Regions from separate parts of the Mus musculus genome. Here regions 2, 3 and 4 are each linked to region 1. A link is a contact called in public ChIA-PET, HiChIP or PLAC-seq and promoter capture Hi-C data. All regions are on one chromosome and are shown on one strand. The core of a region is the stretch at or near the end of the contact, and the rest is flanking DNA. Distances in the headings are between cores, read along the strand shown. Region 1 holds the start of Flot2 (flotillin 2). Region 2 overlaps Myo18a (myosin XVIIIA). Region 3 holds the start of Proca1 (protein interacting with cyclin A1). Region 4 overlaps Supt6 (SPT6, histone chaperone and transcription elongation factor).

Region 1 (2,729 bases), core at 213-2,712:
TGGTGACTGAATGCCTGTAATCGCATCATCGGGGGGTACCAAGTCAAACCTCTCTTTCAAAACAAACACAGAGGTTGTTCAACAGTTAAGGGCACATATTCATTTCCTAGTGCCCACGTCAAATGGCTCACAACCATCTGTAACTCCAGCTCCAAGATATTTCAACACCTGTGAGGCCTTTTCAGGTACCTGTACTCACCTGTGCATGTCCAGACAGATAGGCAGACAAGGCACTGACACACGCACACATACAACTTAAAAAAAATTTAACCTAAAAAGATAAACCTCAAACAAACAAACAAACAAACAAACAAAAACACTAAGCCTCCCCACCCCCCAACAAAACAAACTGGAAATTCAAGCCTACTCAAACCATTATGTGGCTCCAAAAGCCATCTTTAGGTATGGATGAGGAGGGAGACAAGACTGGGCTTTAGGATGCCAAAAGTTAGCCTCTGTGCTTTTCCTTCTGACTCCAGCCAAGACTCCTGGTCTTCAACAAGATCATATGTCTCTCGCTTTAGTAGGGTCCTGGTTACAGACTGTGAGGATGTCTCAGGAAAGGGATTGATTTTGAAATCCAAACAACAACGCTGAGAGCTATGTTTGGGGCCCAGTGGATTTATTATATCTCCCCAAGAATGGCATCTATAAGCCTTGGCTCGGGGCTTCTACCTCCCCTTTTGGCAGCCAGCCTTGTGAATTCTGCACACAGGCTGAAAATCAGTGCTGATGCTGGGAAGAGGTTACAGTTGCGAGCTTGCATGCAACAGGGTCCTTGGTGCCTTGAGCTACCTCCTATGACATTCCAAATACACCACCTAAAAGAAATATCAGCTATAAGGCTTCCTACGCTACCGTCCCCCCAAAGCCCCATCTGGTCAAATCTAGAGCTTGCTGCATTTTGTAATCTAGAGCGGTACAGGCCACAGCCGGGTTACCCAACTGTAGAGGCCGCACCCGCGTTTGCAGGGCGGGTGATGGCAGTAATTCCTGGCAAGCCCTAGCCTGCTCGGAATTAACGGGTCTGCCTCACCCGGAAAAGAGGGACCCGTGCCTCAGGCCCCTCCCGGACAGGCACCTGCCTTCCAGAGCTGCGAGTCCCAGCACTGGAACCCACAAACCTTAGAAACCCCTAAACCCACCATGGAGCAGAGGAAGGGTCAGCGCCTGAGGCCGTGCTGTGGGAGGGAGGACCGCTCTCCGGAGGGCTGGCTCAGGTGCGTCCGAGGGACCCGCACCCCACGCCGGCCCTTTCCCACCCCTCGCCTTCTCCTCACCTGAGACCACCAGCGCCTCGTTGGGGCCCACCGTGTGGCAGTTGCCCATGGCGCCGTTGGCAGGCCAGCAGGCCTTGGGTCCGCAGCGACCGGGAGGGCTGTGGCGGGTCCGCAGCGCCGGCCGCGCCCAGCCTATCCCGCCTCCCCCAGCCCCGCCCGCCTGCGCCCCTCTGCGGCCGCGGCCCCGCCGGAAGTGTAGCGGCGGAGGGCGGGGCCGGCATGTGGAAAGAGGCGGGAGCCAGAGCATCCACAGTCAGCTCGCTTTATTCCAGGGGGTTTGGCCCTGTAGCACCTTTGGGGCACCTCAGTTGTATCACAGTTACTACTGCGTCACCTCGGGCACCGGCCCTAGGGCAGACTCCCGGGCTCAAAACCCCAGTTCCTGCCCTGACTTAGTCCTTTCCCAATTCCGCCTCCATAAAAATGGGGGTAAATTCACTACCTAGCTAGAAAGTTGCCAAGGGCTGAATTCAGTCAGTAATTAATGTTTAACATCTGCAGTGCATCAACCACAAAGTCTCCGGCCCTTTCCCTGGGCAGATCACTACTCAGGGAAGGGCTCAGAAATCTGAAAATCAAATTCCAGAGCAACACAGTATCTCATATATCATCCCTGAATCTGGGGTTACAGTGTCTCTTAGGAAGTAGTATTCATTTCCTTTCACAAGGAAAAGGGCTGTTCAGGACATGACAAGAGGTTCCGAGGTAAATGTGGCAACCCTTCAGTGCCCAGGCACACAACTGAGATTTTTGAGGGATCCCACTGGGCTACAAAAGCATTCTATCCCGGGGGTTAGGAAAGTTAGGGTGTAGGTTCATCCTTCACCTGAATTCTTCGCTGTGTCAATTTGGATAAGTCTTGCGAGCCCTGATAGCTATGAGAAGGTCCAGAAACTGTGGTTTTCTCAGGGCTGGGGGCGCTCTGAGAAGATGGGGCCCTGGGATCCTCAGGTTCCGGCTCTTCATCAGGGTCATCATCATCGTCTCCAGGTGCAAGCCCTGCCAACTTCTTGGTAGCTTTCCATAGCCTTTGAGCAGCCTGGTCATCTCTAGCAGCTGGGGAGACCTCCTCCACGTGGCAGTTGGCAAAATATCTCCCGCTGAGGGGCTCAATGCCCTCCTGCAGAGCGCAGTACAGGGGTGTCTGGGCACCCCCTTGAGGTGCCCGGAGCACCAGCCAAGCCAGTGGGCGCAAAATAGGACGCAGCCATCCAGGAAGATGACGCAGGAAGAGCTCCGAGTTCACAGGTCCTGTGGGCAGGAAGAAAGAGGATTTGTGGAGGAAGGCAATGGGGGCCCAGGCATCAGGCAGGGAAAAAAACCAGCTAGGATCAGACGGTAGAATCTGCTTCCAGGGAAAGTGTCTACCAGGTATTCAGGGGCCCCACAAGGTGATTTAACCCATTTCCTACAGAAAGCCTTCCTACCAGCCTAACGGCCTGTATAGTC
Region 2 (2,721 bases), core at 219-2,718, 240 kb after region 1:
CTCAGACACACAAGTGCTGTTATTTTTTTTTTAAAGATTTATTTATTGATTATATGTAAGTACACTGTAGCTGTCTTCAGACACTCCAGAAGAGGGAGTCAGATCTCATTATGGATGGCTGTGAGCCACCATGTGGTTGCTGGGATTTGAACTCTGGACCTTCGGAAGAGCAGTCGGGTGCTCTTACCCACTGAGCCATCTCACCAGCCCACAAGTGCTGTTATTACACATAGTAGGTTTATCAGAAAATACATAGGGTGGAAACACTAAAACTGAGGTTCTCCTTAAAACTTTAAGGAGAGCATGTTCCCCTGCTCCAGCTGTCCCTCGTTCCTCCTGAAGATCTTGTAAATAAATATATATGTATATACATATATATGTGCATACACCACACACACACACACACACACACACACACACACACACACACACACACGTTTAGTTGGGCATGTTGGCCCACGACTTTAGTTCCTGCACTCAGGAGGCAGAGGCAGGTTCCAGGCCGGTCTGGTCTACAGAGTGAGTTCCAGACCAGGCAGAGATACACAGTGAGTCCCTGTCTTTAAACAAATAAATAGCATTTGTGTGTGTGTGTGTGTGTGTGCTCAGTCCATCAGGCTGAGATGGCTCAGTGGGTAAAGGTACTTGCCACCACGTTGGACAATCTGAGTTTGATCCCAGAATCCACAAGACGGAGAGAAGCGAATCCACAAACTCTCATTCATGTGTGCTGTAGCATGTTCATGCTTAACACACACATACAAATAACAGTAAGTAAATGTGAAAGAGTCTATAGGGTTGCAACACGGCTCAGCAGTTAGGAACGCTGACTGCTCCTCCAGAGGACCCAGGTTCAATTCTCAGCATCCACATGGTAGTTCACAACCATCTTTAACTCCAGTTCCATGGGATCTGGTGCCCTCACACAGACATACATGCAAGTAAAATACCAATGCACATAAAATAAAAATAGTTACAAAAAGAATCTACTGACACTCTTTTCATAAATGAGTACCAACGACATGTTTGTATTACTAATTTACAGTACCTAATAAAACAAATGGAACTTGTTGTTTAGGGAAGTTTAGGGAGCCCTGTTTCAAGCACTCAGCCCTAAGGACTTGGGAGAGACCACAGAACTTCTGCTTCCTGGGTAGGGGAGCGCCAGCCACCAATCGTGACAGGTGCACCCCATCAGAGGACGGCTGAGGTTCCTCAACAGCAGCTTTAAACACAGCATTTACAGAAAACGCTTTAGCAGGGGTGTCTCCATATTTTAATGACACTAAGTGATCAAGAGATACTGAAAGGGAAGCAGCCAAACTCCTTAAAGAAGCCGAGAGATGACCTCAAGAGGGTGAGGGCTGGTAAGTGGAAACCTGTACTGTCCGAAAAGTCCACACACGGGCAGCCGTAGTGGCCAAATCGGCCTCAGACCTGACTATCACTGCACTTCCTGTTCCGCCTAGCCGCCAGCGCATGGGTGGAGCCAGGTTCAGCGCATGCGCTAGGAACTCAAGAGCCACTCCGCCCTGCAGTGTCCCCAGATTTTCCGGCAGAGGGCAGCCTTCCCCTTCTCATGGACCTGCTGGCACAGCCAAGGCTGCAGATTTCACCTCTGGTGGACCCGCCCCCAGAAAGCGTCCTGGGGAGCTGAGGCTTCAGGGGGGCTGCAGCAGCAAGATGGCCTCTCACTTTACCCAGGAGAGAGATGGCAATGGAGGTGCAAAAATGCGCTGGGCGCCTATATTTTTTTTCATTACTAACTTATCCTTTGTACCTGAAATAGCACCAACACGTAGATGTTTACTAAGTGTTTACTGATGGAAAAGTGAATGAATGAATACCTGAGTTTATAGTTCAAAGATTTAAGCCACGTCTTGAGTTTTATAGTGGCGAGCGGCCTCAGACAAGCAGTAAGTGGAGTCAGTGGGCATAGGGAGGGCAGTCACAGATCTCTGTCCCAAAGACTCAAGGATCGGCCACTCCGGCCCTCCATTCCACCAGACTGCAGTTTTACACATCCAAAGGTTTGCTCAGAACCCTGTGTACGAGCGCACCATTTTTTTCTGCTCTACAAGAACAGGTGTCTACCCCCAAAAACTAAACCGTCAGATCCTGGATACATAGAAAGACTACCTGATTGGTGGCTCCGGGGGTACCGTTTCTCTTTGGGGATTCTCAGTCCCTGGGGATTTCCTCTGGCTCTGGGGATTTCCAAACTGCCTCTGCCTTTCCAATTTTCCACAAGGCCCAAAGCCCAGGACCTGTCTTGACGGTTTCACCAGGCTCTGCCTCAAATCTCAGGGAGACTTGGGTCTGAGTCTACTAATTACACCGCATTCACTATATTCACATCCCATCCTGTCTGGCTGACATTCGAGAACAAGCACAATGAAGCACTGTGTTCTTTTCATATAAACGACCGCTTTTCTCTATTTCCACAGAAGAATAAAGGAAAACCAGCTTAAGGGCTGGCCACACTGATTTAATAAAGCCCAAGGAAGGTCTTCCAGGGTGTGAAAGCTGGCATCCTCATTCTTAAAGGCAGAGAGGCTCCTTCAGGCACTCTCAGGTTCCCCTAAACAGAGGCGGGGGGTAGGGGGGCACACAGATCCTGTATTTGAAGATCTGTGTGCTCACTTCTTGAGGACCTTCCTGGGCCTGTTTCTAGAACCCTTTGAAGTAACAACAAAGCCAGCCCAGTCCCCACAGAAGCAG
Region 3 (2,721 bases), core at 39-2,538, 160 kb before region 1:
ATGTTGACAACATCAGCTGTTTGGGAGGGAAAACAGGAAGGATCAACGAGAAGTGGGATTTGGAGAGATAGTCTGCCTCTTTGTCCAAAGAGGACAGAGGGGAGCGGTGATCAAGGCAGTCGGTCCAGAGCTCCTGTGGCAGAATGAAGATGGTAATAGCTTGAAAGGAAGAGAAAAGCATGTGGTCTCTTCGTTGGGACAGGTAGCAGGGACCTAACTCAAAATGCACATTTATTTGTAGAGGATCCTCCTTATCCTGCAAAACCCCTCCCTTCCTTTGAGGCCCAGAGGACAGGCACTAGAGCAGCCAAAAGAATGTGTGTGGAGGGACAAAAAAAAAAAAAAAAAAGCCGGTCAGTGGTGGCGCATGCCTTTAGTCCCAGCACTTGGGAGGCAGAGGCAGGGGGGATTTCTGAGTTCAAGGCCAGCCTGGTCTACAGAGTGAGTTCCAGGACAGCCAAGACTATACAGAGAAACCATGTCCCGAAAAAAAACGAAAAAACAAAACAAAACAAAACAAAAGGTGTGTGGAGGGAAGAAAGAAAGAAAAAGGAAGAGAGAGCGAGAGCGAGAGAGCGCGAGAGAGCGAGCGAGAGAGCGAGAGAGCGAGAGAGCGAGAGAGCGAGAGAGAGAGAGAGAGAGAGAAAGAGAGCGAGCGAGAGAGCGAGAGAGCGAGAGCGAGAGAGAGAGAGAGAGAGAGAGAGAGAGAGAGAGGAGAGTGCAAGAGAGGCCAGTGAGCCCTGTTCTGGGAAATGTCTCCTAGCTAGGCACTTGGAGGTGATTATGATGTCACTTGTGGAATACTCAGACGCTTTCCCACCCTCAAGGTCAATGGAACTGGCCGCCCAGCCCTGGAGCCCAGATGAGCATTGGGCCAAGGGTTCTACCGAACCCTAGCGCCTTTGGGGCGGTAGCCCAGGCCAGAGGTTGCAGCCTAATGCTCAAGAGCTGAGCCTGGGTCGGGAGGAAGCCAAGTCAAGCAAACTTCCAGAGCCACGCCCAGCCACGCCCCCATCCTTCTGCCCCGCCCCTTACCAGTTCTCTCGGTTCTCTCAATTTTGCGGCCAGACCTTTCCTCAGTCCATCTTTTAACCGTTATTGTCGTCCTGACCCACATCGCTGTCAGCCCAGTTCTTCCACAGGACCCTACCTCGCAGAGTTCAACGTTGAACCTCAGCTTGGTCGAGCCCTCGGCCCAGCTGTAAGCTCCAGTCCAGCCCCTAGCTCCGCCTCATGCTTGCCCAACCCCCCGCCCGCCTCCCCCCCTCAGGTCTTCCAGCCCGGGTCTAAGCGTCAGTCGGGTTCTTCATCCGGGATCTCCAGCTCCTTCCAGTCCCTTCGTCACACCCTTAACGCCAGTACGGGCTTTTACCTTTACCTTACAGACCCAGCACTCAGTCCCATACTTAGCACCTTGCTGGTCCCTGCTTCTAGAAAACTCTAGCCCAGAGCCCCGCCCACAACAGTTGCTGGCCCCGCCCCTTCCAAATTCAAGCTCTAGCACCAGGACCGCCACGCCTTCTGGAGGTTAGCCAGGGACCAATCTTCATGAACGTATGTCCTTGCAGGTATCCTGGCTTTGCGTCTCCTTGGTGACAAGTCCCTCCTCCACTGTGTATAGTACACCCTAAAGCCCCCTAACCCCGGATCGCCAGACCCATCCCCCTCAGATCTACCCTTCAGATTTCCTCCCAATCCCTAGGCCCCACAGTGCCCTATTTTCCTGTTGAGAAAGTAAGGTGACTTACATTCGTGGTAACTCCATCCCAGTAGGAAACCTTCACGTTGCTCAAACACAGCGTCCACACTTCACTCGTATATCACACACGATGACGCCAAAAGTCTACACAGATCTAACATAAGAAGTACATGTGTGCGGGGTGGTGGTGGCGCACGCCTTTAATCCCAGCAACTCGGGAGGCAGAGGCAGGCTGATTTCTGAGTTCGAGGCCAGCCTGGTCTACAGAGAGAGTTCCAGGACAGCCAGGGCTACACAGAGAAACCCAGTCTCGAAAAACAAAAACAAAACAAAACAAAAAAGTATATGTGCAACTGTCCTATACATGCACCTCATGGGACTACACATTCGGGCAGGCCCCTGGGAGAACTGAGTATTGAGGTGACTTCTCACATGCACACTGGGTTAACCAACTCTGTACAAGACGATGTGAATGAATGAGAGCTGCTTCACAGATATCCCTCACGTCACATCTCTCAGTTTACCTCCAATCAGCTTCCAAAGCCAGAATAGGTGTACCTCAAAAAGCAGAGGATAGGCTGGCCATGGTGATGTTTGCCTTTAATCCACACACTTGCAGGTAGATCTCTGAGTTCGAGGCCAGCTTGATTTTCATCGTGAGCTCCAGGAGAGCCAAGATCAGGACTCAAAAAAAAAAAAGAGGGGGGGGGGTAGGGGAGAAAGCCGGATGTGGTGGCATGGGCCTGTGTGCCTTTGTTGGGAGGCAGAGGCAGGCAGATCTCTGAGTTTCAGGTCACCTGGGGCTGACCATGAAACCCTGTTTCAAAAATAAATAAATATAACCCCCTAGTAGTAAGGGTGGATTACTTCCTTAGAGTTGCTGGTCAGGGAAGCCTCTAGAACAATAGGGCTATTTACCACTGCTGTCAGCAACATTCCAAAACTGAATGGTAAGACCCTGTTGTTAATGATGTCATATGTGTTGGTTACAGGACTTGGGACTGAGCCAGAAGTGTCTGTAC
Region 4 (2,721 bases), core at 117-2,616, 180 kb before region 1:
TGTCTTCCTCTGCCTCCTTAGTGCTGAGTGAGATTAAAGGCTGCACCATCTCACCCAATTATCATGTTCTTTTCTAAAGCCACCCAGCATTTTCTGGTTTTTCACTTATTAGGTCCATTGTAGCAAATTCCTGCATAGATACTTGTTACTCTCACTAAAGTAGAACAGAGCAAAAGGGATCACAGTGGGGTTAGAAAGCAGGTCAGTTACCTGTGAAAGCTTCATCTAATGGCCTGTAGTGCCAAGCAGCAAATCAGGTACTCTGGATATTCACACTCTACCTTGGTGGGTAGCTGATTGGATACACTTTTCTTTTGGGGTTTTTAATTTTCTTACTTATTTTATGTGTGTGGAGGTTAGAGGATACCTTGTGGGTTCTCTCCTACTGTGTGCATCCTTTCCTGGCCTGCCTCCTTCCTCCATCTCTCTCTCTCTCTCTTCTCTCTCTCTCTCTCTCTCTGATCTATTTACTTTACTTTAGGTTTGACTATTTTGTCTGTGTACTATGTAATGTGTGTACTTGATGCCCTCAGAAGTCAGACTTCTTGTAACTGGAGTTAGGGTTGGTTGTAACTGCTATGTAACTGCATTCTGGTGATTGGATCCGGACCCTCTGTAAAGGCAATAAATACCCTTAACCACTGAGCCATCTCTCCAGCCCCCCACCCCCCAGCTGCTCTCTTCTGTACAAACAAGCTCCTGAATTTTTTTTTCTTATTTGTTATATGTAAATACACTGTCTTCAAGCACACCAGAAGAGGGCACCAGATCTCATTACAGATGGCTGTGAGCCACTATGTGGTTGCTGGGATTTAAACTCGGGACCTTTGGAAGAGCAGTCAGTGCTCTTACTTGCTGAGCCATCTCACCAGCCGGAGCTTCCGAATTTTTAATAGTCCTTTTCTCTATTCTTCAGGTCTGGAACCATTTTGACAGTGGATCATGCCCTGGTCAGGCCATTGGTGTGAAAACACGGCTAGACAATGGCGTCACCGGCTTCATCCCTACCAAATTCCTCAGTGACAAGGTGGTGAAGAGGCCAGAGGAGCGAGTGAAGGTACATGGTGACCGGGCTCAGGAGTCGTGCGCTCTCCGGTTGCCCTGTTGGGCTCCCTAGCTTTGAGCTGCCCCCACCAGAAGTTAGGCTCTGTTCCCAGTGACTGCTGGTGGGGAGAGTAGAAAGGATTTATAATAACTGGAAGAAGCTGGGGAGAGCATCTGAATGAGTAGTGGCTTTTGTCTACTGTTGTAAAGCAGTTTCTGCTGGTTGCCAGCCCTTTGAAAGAGGGTTCCTTCCTGTGTGGGGAGCTGTGCTCTCAGCACATGGCAGGAAGTGAGACCCAACATCACAAACAAGAAAGCTCTGCCTGTTCTCTGTGTTGGGCAGTGTTGCTCAGGAGATTTCAAAGGCTATGTGGCACAGCTCTGTCCATAGATAGACTACCTCTGAGCTTCACAGCGGTGCAGGGCCACACAGAAGGAACCTCCCTCCGAGTGAGAAGTTGGCAGTAAATCTCCTAACTCCCTTCTGTCCTGTCGTCTCCTCCTGAGGCTGCCATGTGCCAGGCTCAGTGACAGACACTCAGTGAGTGTGTGTCCATGTTCTACCCCCAAGCCGTGTGTGTGTGTGTGTGTATGTATGTATGTGTGTGTGTATGTATGTGTGTGTGAGAGAGAGAGACTTGACAGTAACTTTGCCAGAGTTCTAGCTCTAGCTAGACACTCAGTGAATGTACTTAGGTGTCAGAGAGTAACTTTATACCCGAATTGATTCTCTTGGATTTTCTTGGCGGTGAGGAAGGAGCACTACTATTCTGTAGCCTCAGCCATAACTTGCTGTGTAGACTATATAGAGATCTACCGGCCTCTGCCTCCTACATGCTGGGATTAAAAGCATGCACTACTAGATCCAGTTCTACCTTAGTTTTGATGATACTTGTCTGGCTTTTAATGTAGGGTCCAAGGATCAAATTCAGATCTCCAGGCACTGAAGAGATGCCTCTGTGGTTAAGAACATTGGCTATTGAATGTAGTTTTTCCCCCTGTGTGAAGGAGCAGCCACAGCCCCATCAGAATAGGAGGAAAAGTCTAGAAGTATCTCAAGGTTTATCTTTTTGTATATGAAAATAAATAATAATTAAAAAAAAAAAAAGAACATTGGCTATTCTTCCAAAGGTCTTGAGTTCAATTCCCAGCACTCACATGGCAGCTTACAACTGTCTATAATTGTTGTTCCATGAAATTCTATGCCTTCTTCTGGTATGCTGATATATACTCAGACAAAGCATTCTTATGCATAATGTGCATAAATAAATAAATCTTTAAAAAAAAAATTCAGGGGCTGGAGAAATGGCTCCACAGTTAAGAGCACTGACTGCTATTCCAGAGGTCCTGAGTTCATTTCCCAGCAACCACATGGTGGCTCACAACCATCTGTAATGGGATCTGATGCTCTCTTCTGGTGTGTTTGAAGAGAGTGACAGGGTACTCACATACATAAATAATATTAAAAAGCCGGGCAGTGGTGGTGCACTCCTTTAATCCCAGCACTCAGGAGGCAGAGGCAGGCGGATTTCTGAGTTCGAGGCCAGCCTGGTCTACAAAGTGAACTCCAGGACAGCCAGGGCTATATAGAGAAACCCTGTGGGGGTGGGGGGGTGTTTCAGATCTCTGGTTATAAGTACCAAATTCATGGGAATAAAATACTCTGTTTTCAGGGGT

What was found. ChIA-PET counts read pairs in DNA pulled down with a chosen protein or histone mark. HiChIP or PLAC-seq counts read pairs in DNA pulled down with a chosen protein or histone mark. Capture Hi-C pulls out chosen DNA fragments and counts their contacts.
Region 2: a contact with region 1 is called in an HNF4G HiChIP or PLAC-seq map of pancreatic cancer cells. The contact joins the enhancer-like site here to the promoter of Flot2 in region 1. A contact is called at or near these places in 2 of 484 Hi-C or Micro-C datasets (B cells and embryonic stem cells), 3 of 115 datasets of contacts at active chromatin or transcription factors (effector CD8 T cells, extraembryonic endoderm stem cells and pancreatic cancer cells) and 3 of 9 other capture datasets (adipose tissue, liver and pancreatic islet).
Region 3: a contact with region 1 is called in a promoter capture Hi-C map of adipose tissue. The contact joins the promoter of Proca1 here to the promoter of Flot2 in region 1. A contact is called at or near these places in 27 of 39 promoter capture datasets (the 3T3-L1 cell line, the C10 cell line, the HPC-7 cell line and 18 more), 1 of 15 datasets of contacts at CTCF or cohesin (large pre-B cells), 10 of 484 Hi-C or Micro-C datasets (CD8 T cells, bone marrow-derived macrophages, double positive thymocytes and 6 more), 27 of 115 datasets of contacts at active chromatin or transcription factors (the 230-238 cell line, the HPC-7 cell line, bone marrow-derived macrophages and 19 more) and 3 of 9 other capture datasets (adipose tissue, liver and pancreatic islet).
Region 4: a contact with region 1 is called in an RNA polymerase II ChIA-PET map of effector CD8 T cells, with 6 read pairs. The contact joins the enhancer-like site here to the promoter of Flot2 in region 1. A contact is called at or near these places in 5 of 39 promoter capture datasets (cranial neural crest, embryonic stem cells, liver and 2 more), 5 of 484 Hi-C or Micro-C datasets (bone marrow-derived macrophages, common lymphoid progenitors and embryonic stem cells), 5 of 115 datasets of contacts at active chromatin or transcription factors (effector CD8 T cells, embryonic basal ganglia, embryonic stem cells and 2 more) and 4 of 9 other capture datasets (adipose tissue, embryonic stem cells, liver and 1 more).

What each region holds. Positions count from the first base shown.
Region 1 is chr11:78,036,664-78,039,392 of GRCm38.p6, reverse strand. Flot2 (flotillin 2) reads right to left here and starts at 1,462. Exons shown (of 11, transcript NM_001040403.2): 1 at 1,281-1,462. The coding sequence starts at 1,329. It overlaps Dhrs13 (dehydrogenase/reductase (SDR family) member 13), which reads right to left. Exons shown (of 5, transcript NM_183286.2): 5 at 1,529-2,531. The coding sequence ends at 2,083.
Region 2 is chr11:77,792,193-77,794,913 of GRCm38.p6, reverse strand. The region is part of intron 1 of Myo18a (myosin XVIIIA); the gene reads right to left. Among named protein-coding and RNA genes, the nearest start is that of Gm10277, 4.9 kb to the right of the region's middle. Within about 2 kb of position 1,468, at least 277 of the 459 cell types and tissues checked have an H3K27ac peak or open chromatin away from gene starts, as enhancers often do. A contact at or near this core is called in B cells, adipose tissue, effector CD8 T cells and 2 more, where this site is marked.
Region 3 is chr11:78,193,269-78,195,989 of GRCm38.p6, reverse strand. Proca1 (protein interacting with cyclin A1) reads right to left here and starts at 1,288. Exons shown (of 4, transcript NM_001368876.1): 1 at 1,036-1,288. The coding sequence starts at 1,117.
Region 4 is chr11:78,214,541-78,217,261 of GRCm38.p6, reverse strand. Supt6 (SPT6, histone chaperone and transcription elongation factor) reads left to right here. Exons shown (of 37, transcript NM_009297.2): 28 at 917-1,057. Among named protein-coding and RNA genes, the nearest start is that of Proca1, 21 kb to the right of the region's middle. Within about 2 kb of position 1,366, at least 63 of the 459 cell types and tissues checked have an H3K27ac peak or open chromatin away from gene starts, as enhancers often do. A contact at or near this core is called in effector CD8 T cells, where this site is marked.